Linked DNA regions of Anas platyrhynchos: region 1 is linked to region 2. A link is a contact called in public Hi-C data. All regions are on one chromosome and are shown on one strand. Each heading gives the region's core, a stretch centred on a gene start, on an enhancer-like site or on the middle of the called end of the contact. The rest is flanking DNA. Distances are from core to core; before and after follow the strand shown. Region 1 holds the start of TBPL1 (TATA-box binding protein like 1). Region 2 has its middle 14 kb from the start of SLC2A12.

Region 1 (3,682 bases), core at 529-3,028, 63 kb before region 2:
ACTCTCAGTTCACTGTGGGATGCCTCAAGGGGCCATCCAGCTTTCTTCTTCCACCCTACACTTTCCCACAGTCTGCCTTGCACTCTACCTTACCTGACTGAAAATAGATCCTGCAAAACACAAAAATCCAGATAACCAAGCATTTGTCTAATTTTATTTTTTTTTTCTGACAGAAACCTGCAGTTAGACCTAACAACAATATGAAATTGCATCTTTGTTCACTCCCAGTGCTGTAATTACAGAACAAAAATATGTGCAGTATTCTAAAGTTTGGTTATCTTTACTTTAACTGTGTCAGTATTGATACTCCAAACAGCTCACAATTCCACACCACAGAATGTTCAAGCAGAATAAACGGCATCCTTACACCTCCATTTCCTCTCTGCTTTCCAAATAATGGCCTGAGAGACCAAGGACATAGAAAAATGAAAAATTGCATAGTAAGGAAGAGGCAGAAATGGCCTCTGTGATATTCCTTGTGCAATGTCAGTGAGTATGCAGTAGCAAGAGAAAGATAAGGACACAGTTTCTGCAGGTGGGAAGTTCCTAGCATCTCATTCACACTCGTGGAGGATGCTACAAGACAAGTAAGAGCTACATAGAGCGACGGAGACCAGGAGGGGGAGAACTTCACATGCACGAGGTAACGGTGAAATGGACTGGGATCACACTTAGAGCGTGGGACAGCTAAAGACAACCAGCTTCACAACTGCATAGGTGTGGAATAAAATTGCAACACAACTGATGAACTTACATGCAAAATTAGGTGGGTGGCCAACCACCTTATTTGCATTCCACGTTGATACGGTCACAACTATTTGCATAAGTTTGCGTATTTTCCAAATAAATATTTGGAGATGCAATCTTAGGCATGTCCTTGTCCAAACTGGGAAAGTTCAGGCTGAAAAAGCAACTGAAAGTGTGATATGGTAAGGGTTCGTTACTTCATCAGTAAAAAAAAAAAAAATTCCTAATGTCCAGCGGTGACTGTGTTATTTCTGCAGAACACGTGCTAGAGATGTTACATCCTGAAAAGGGCAGCATGGCAGAGGTATGTAATGGATGTGCGTTTGCTAGGAGACGTTTTGCGTTGAATTTATGTGTACATTTATGCTAAAAAAACATCAGTTCGGTGAGAATTCGGGAAAAAAGTGGCTCCGAAGCCAGAACCCCTCGTTTTCTCTTCAGGCGGCTGAAACCGTGGCCAGCCACGGGGTGGCAGCGCTGCCGCACGGCCCGGCCTGCCGGCTGGGAAGCCAAAGCTGGGTCAGCGGCGAAACCCGCCTGTAGGGAATGTCCTCCCCGCCGGTTTGGGAGGAAAATGAGGAAAAGTGGTGACGGGGGAACAACTCAGGCGCTGCGAGGCTCAAGTTAGGGTGGCAGGGGGAGCACACGTTCCACAAAGGCTGCAAAGTCGGGCTTGGTGCTGTCCCCTCTGTGCTCATTAAGGCTCGCTCCTGTATCCTAATTAACGCCGTTCTGTTACACGGAAGCCGACGCGGGCGGGCGCCGTGTCGGGACAGCGCCGACCCTCAGAGCCCCGCACCCAGCCTCCCTCACACAGACACGGACGCCTTCACAGCACCACACAACTTTATTTCGTTATTCACCCCCCCCCCGCACCACGGGACCTCGTAGCGCGCCCCTCCAAACCCCTCCCACCAGGGCTGCTATCGCGACAGCGCCGACAGGCGCCAAGGCGACGCCCCCTCTCCCCCCCCCCTCCCCAAAAAAGAGCGTAAAGCGGAAGTGCGGCGCAGCGCGGCCCCCTTCCTCCCCTCCCCTCCCGTCCCGCCACTTCCGGCGGCCGCTGTAGCCGGCGGCGCGTCTATGCCCGCGGCGCCGGGGGATGGTGCTGGCGGCGGGGGCTGGGCCCAGCAGCCGCACCGGGAGCGCCGCCGGGCGCCAGCGCCAGCGCCGGGTGTCCCAGCAACCGCGCCTCCGCCGCGCCGCCCGCACGCCGCAAGCACGGTAACGGCCGCGCCGCCACAGCACCCCCCGCCCCGCCCCGCCGCTGGGGGGGGGGGGCTGCGGCCTTCCTCCTCCTCCTCTTCCTCCTCCTCCTCCTCCTCCTTGTGGGGAGTGAGGGGCCCGAGCCCCCCCAAGAGGCCCGGGGTCCCCCCCCCGCCGCTGCCGGGCCTGTGCGGGGCCGGGCGGCGGCGGGGCCTTGTGGCCGCGCTTTGTCTGCGCCGGGCCGGGCTGCGAGGCACCGGGCTCAGGGGGACTGGGGAGGGTCATGGATGGAGGCGGGCGTGGGGCACACCTGCTGCGGAGCGACGCGCCCGGTAGCGGCCGGGTTTTAGTGGTTGTTGTCGCTTTTTGCTTTTTTTTAGCGGGCCTCTGGGTTTGGGCTTCCAGCCGAGCTAACGGCGATTTTCTGCCCGTCGTGGGTAGCGAGGGGTTGCTTGCAGTGCGTGGCTCCGGGTTATTGCTCCGAGTCACCAGGGAGGGGTGGTGGTGAACTGGGTGCTGCTGGTTCGCGCCTCGGTTGCAAATAGATTGGTTTTGGTGAGATCAATCTGGGGGAAATATCCCGTTTTGAATTGCCGTCTCACAACGGGCTTCCTGCTCGTGTTCGGAAAGCTCTTTGGCTTTATTCCTGCAGCCGGGTTTGTGCTGGAGGAGTCCAAGTCCACAGGGACTCTCCAGGCTTATCCAAGAGGCTGGACAGCAGGGTTGGGCATTTGTGCCCTACTTACTGCAGGAGGAGCTGATAGAATCGTTATTTTCATTGTTCTGCTTGGGTAACTGTCCTCTGTAACCATTTTTACACGTATTTGGAAATTTTCTCCAAACTGTACTTGTCACGGTTCTGTTGGATGCGGTCATATGACCTCAAAAGGTGAGCATATTGATTTCCAACTAGCCTCTTGCTTTCGGGACTATTGAAGTTGCCAGTGGAGACAATAAAATGAAAGTGTACACCTCTAGTCCAGTGTCCAAAACTTAGAAAGCTTTGTGAGCTGGAGGATTTCCTAGACAAACAACAGTAGCAACATTACCCTCCCTTCTTAGGAGTCATCAGCCTACCGCTGTGACTGTGTCCTGTCCAGGAATTCAAGTAGAACTCACCTCCAGGGACCTGTTTCCAATGACTTGAATGCTTTTTTTTTTTTTTTTTTTTAAATGCATTCAGTAGGAGGATGGAATTTACCCTCTCCTGATTCCCAGTGGGGTTTATCTTTTTTTTTTTTTTATTCTTTGTTCTCACCTGCAGGTTTCTGTTAACCTTGTCAGAAATGCTTTGTGGGCGCTTAGTTTGGTGAATGCCGACTGTTGCAGTAGTACAGCCCTCCTGACAGTTGGGCTGTTGGAACAGTTTGTGGCGTCAGTTGGCAAACTGCTTGGGAGCAGGGTTAAAAATAACCAGTACGAGTTGCTTATACTTGTGCTGATGGTGAAAAAGGTGTTTATTAAGCTGTTCCGACATTAACATGACTATTATTAGATACCTGCCATCTACCTTCAGAGCTCTGGGTTTCTCAGCTCAAAAGTAGCCAAAAGCTTAAAATAATTCTTTGTTTCTATACCCCATTCTAGGTGCCTTTTCTCGCTCTTTGATGATGTTGGTGTGGTTGGGTTGGTTTGCAATTTTTTGAGGACAGAGCAAGCTGGCTTTTTTTTTTAGATTGTAAGATTTCAGTGCAGGGTGTGTTTCTTTGTGCATGTTTATGTAGTTTTG
Region 2 (3,412 bases), core at 537-3,036:
ACAACGGCAAACACGGGGATTCGGATGATTGGAAGGGATTAATCCACTACAGATTCCTTCTTTTTATCCACACTTCACGGTTATATGTGCTATATAAATGTCACGTACCTCCGTTGTCTTAATAATGATATCGTAATCTTCATGCTTACATGCATCCACAGGGACCATGAGCTCCCAGAAGGAGGTTTCACAGTGTTGGTTTGGGTTTCTTGAGTACAGACAAACAAAATAAATTTCCTTTTTATGGGGTTCAGATTAATACAGTTTGAAACAAACAAACAAACAAACAAAAAAAAAAAACATTGTTTTTAATGGGGATATTTTTTTTGTCTTTTTGTCTGTTTTACAAAAACAAAAGATGTCCATTTTTATTCCACTAGATGTCACCAGCACAATATTTTTTCCTGTGGGAAAGCAGAACAATTTCATTTCAAGTTCACTTAGGACTTACCGGTATGATGACTTTGGGCAACTAATCATTCTGGAATAACTTCATACCAAACTACTCTGGGAAAAAAAAAAAAAAAAAGAAAGAAAAAAAAAAGAGATTTCTCTTTTAGAAGTGTAAAAGCTTTAATTCATCACTTTAAGGCTGAGAAAGTTGGGGTTATTTAGCCTGGTGAAGAATGGCCCCAGGAAGAACTCATAGCAGCTTTCCAGTACCTAAAGGGAGCCTACAGAAAAGGTGGTGAGGAACTCTTGGTCAGGGAGTATGGTGATAGGACAAGGGGTAACTAAAACAGAGGACAATTAGATTAGATATTAGATATTAGATTAGATATTAGATTAGAGGGTGGTGAGGCACTGGCACAGGTTGCCCAGAGAAGCTGTGGATGCCCCATCCCTGGAGGTGTTCAAGGCCAGGCTGGATGGGGCTTTGGGCAACCCGGTCTGGTGGGAGGTGTCCCTGCCCATGGCGGGGGGGGGGGGGGGGGTGCGACTGGATGGTATTTAAGGTACCTTCCAACCCAAACCACTCTGTGATTCTAATCCTGTAACAGTGTTCACACCATAACGGATAACTTAAGAGAGCTGGATCATACCAAAAAGGGTACACTGAGCACTTGTTTTGAAGTAGCTAGGCCACAATTAAAAACTGAAATATTCACTAATATGAAAGCAAATCAAAATAAGGATTTGAATTTAGTTTCTTCACCCCTTCTCCCATGCTGTCAGCTTAGTAAACGAAGACCAGAGAGGGTGTTTTGTGGCAAGATCCATTAACACAGATTTGGGATTAGTTCTACAGCCTCTCTGTCTGTAACAGTTTTTGGTAGGCTGGCAGATGCCCCTGCCTGCAGTGCCTCTGCTGTATCCTCAGGGCAGCAGCGTGGGGATGCAGGCTGTGACTGCAGCAACAGCTTAAACCCTTAGGGACACACTCGGTCAGGCACCGCTTTCGCTGTAGTGCCCATTCACTGAGGCTTGGAGGCTGTTCTCAGCTACTGGTTGTCACATCCTAATTGCTGGTGGCATTGCAGCTAGCTAACACCAAATTTACTGTGATACGTGATGCGACACACAGGCGATCAGAGCCAGGGATGGCAGCAGCGGCTGCTAAATAAGCTTCATGTCTCCAGCACATTTAGTGACAGGAGCATCCCAAAGGGAGCACCAAAACTGCCTTTCCCCTACAGCAGTCTGAGGCCTCCCCCAGCTCCCTTCCTGCAGCACCACAGCAATGTTGCAGCCCACATTTCGTCCCCTGGGGCTGCACTGTGCAGTTATCTCTCTCTGTGTCGCAACAGTGTCAGGTTCAAGCCTTATTAAACCCCTTATCTCAAGGTCTTGGCACGGCCTTGCTTTGACACCTCATCCTATAATAGGACTAGGCCATTACTCAGAGCCAAAAGCTATGTATATTGGTTCAGTTGTTTGAAGGCTGTATTTTTCCACGAATAATGAAATTTCAGGCCTCTGCGTGCTTTTCCAGAGGGGAGCAAGGCCACCGCACATCCTGCTGCTCCAGCAGATAAGGGCACACAATAGCCCGCAGCCCTGCCGCACGGCCCCGAGCACACCACGGGGAGCTCCACCTTTGCTGCCGGACCAGGTCAGGGGCCAGGCAACAGGAAACAAAATGAGTCTCTTCCCAGAAAGTCGTGCATTGCTCGTGAATCACCTGATATTAACGGTAAATGCAGCTGCCAAACTTTGTACAGCTCCAAGCTTTGCACACGAGCAATGGCTTGCATAAACCATTTAATGAGTTCATGGGCATCTTTCCAGATATTTCCCTCCACCGTGTTCTGCCCCCAACTCACTGAAAACCCTAATTCCATGTTTCTTTCTATTCTTCAGTCTGTTTTGGGGTCTACCTACATTCCCAACTTCATCTACTCTATGGCTGTGCTCCACCAAGGAGGTTAGGAGACAAGGGGCCGTCTGCTTGCACGAAACCACGGCCCACTACAGTCCCTGGAGCTACAGAGCGGTTAAGCTTCCTGCAAGAGAGCAGCAAGAGGTGTCAGGTAGTGAGTGAGTCAAGATGCCACACCAAATGTGCTGACTACATTGCCTCCGAGTAAGCTGTTAGCCAAAAAGTAACAAATCTCATTCCTTGCAATGTCCAACTGGGAGGAGAACATGGCAGTGAGCTAGAGAAGGTGGCTGCAATACTTCCAAACATTTCTGGTAGTAAGAAATAGGTTCAGTCATCAGGGACAGCAAAATCCCCCACATGCTTAGCAGGGCCACTCATATTTGGGATGGCTCAAACAGAAATTGAAGCAGACTCTTCCCAGTCCTCCGCTATGCACCACATTTTCAGAAGGAAGAGCTAAGCCACTGTATATGTGAATAATTTTATTCTTCACAGCACTTGACAAGTACCAGTTGCCTTTAATCCGTGGCAGCTAGCACCTCTCAGCAGCAGGATCACTGCAATGAAGTCTATGTAGTTTAGGAAGAACCTGCTAAAGAGCACGGTGCTCCTCCAGTTCACTCAGTCCTTGCCAGAATCATTTTTGTCCTTGTTCAGAGGCAAAAAAAAAGAAAAAAAAAAAAAAAGAAAAAAAAAAGAAAAAAAAAAAGTACGTGGCTTAAGTAAGACTCTGGGATAGAGAAAAATTGGCTGTTCACTAAACTGTGGATGTTCACCCTCTTGGTAATTGTTTTTGCTCACCTTTAGCTGCTTGCCTATAAATCACAAGTGTCATGGAGAGGGTGAGCAGGGAGCAATCACTCACTGTTGCCTTAATACAGTAATTCTAAGGTCATCAACAGGAGAGACAGAAGGGAGATCCAGGAGCAGAGAGTCTGTGGCCGTAGCTAAACACCCATGCCATCCTCCCATGGCAGGAAGACATAGCCTGTGGCGTGTGACCTGGCACCCATTTTTCTTGTGAATTAGTAAAGAAGGTGAGAAGTCTGTTGCCAGCAGAAGGCATGATGACAGGCCAGGGAAATGCAC

What was found. A called contact is a pair of places that touch in the nucleus more often than the background predicts.
Region 1: a contact with region 2 is called in a Hi-C map of subcutaneous adipose tissue, with 2.5 times the contacts expected there. The contact joins the promoter of TBPL1 here to the enhancer-like site in region 2. A contact is called at or near these places in 3 of 8 Hi-C or Micro-C datasets (F1 follicle, skeletal muscle and subcutaneous adipose tissue).

Annotation. Positions count from the first base shown.
Region 1 is chr3:61,906,841-61,910,522 of IASCAAS_PekinDuck_T2T, reverse strand. It overlaps TBPL1 (TATA-box binding protein like 1), which reads left to right and starts at 1,778. Exons shown (of 7, transcript XM_038176240.2): 1 at 1,778-1,971.
Region 2 is chr3:61,844,240-61,847,651 of IASCAAS_PekinDuck_T2T, reverse strand. No RefSeq gene overlaps it. Among named protein-coding and RNA genes, the nearest start is that of SLC2A12, 14 kb to the left of the region's middle. Within about 2 kb of position 1,786, at least 3 of the 8 cell types and tissues checked have an H3K27ac peak or open chromatin away from gene starts, as enhancers often do. A contact at or near this core is called in F1 follicle, where this site is marked.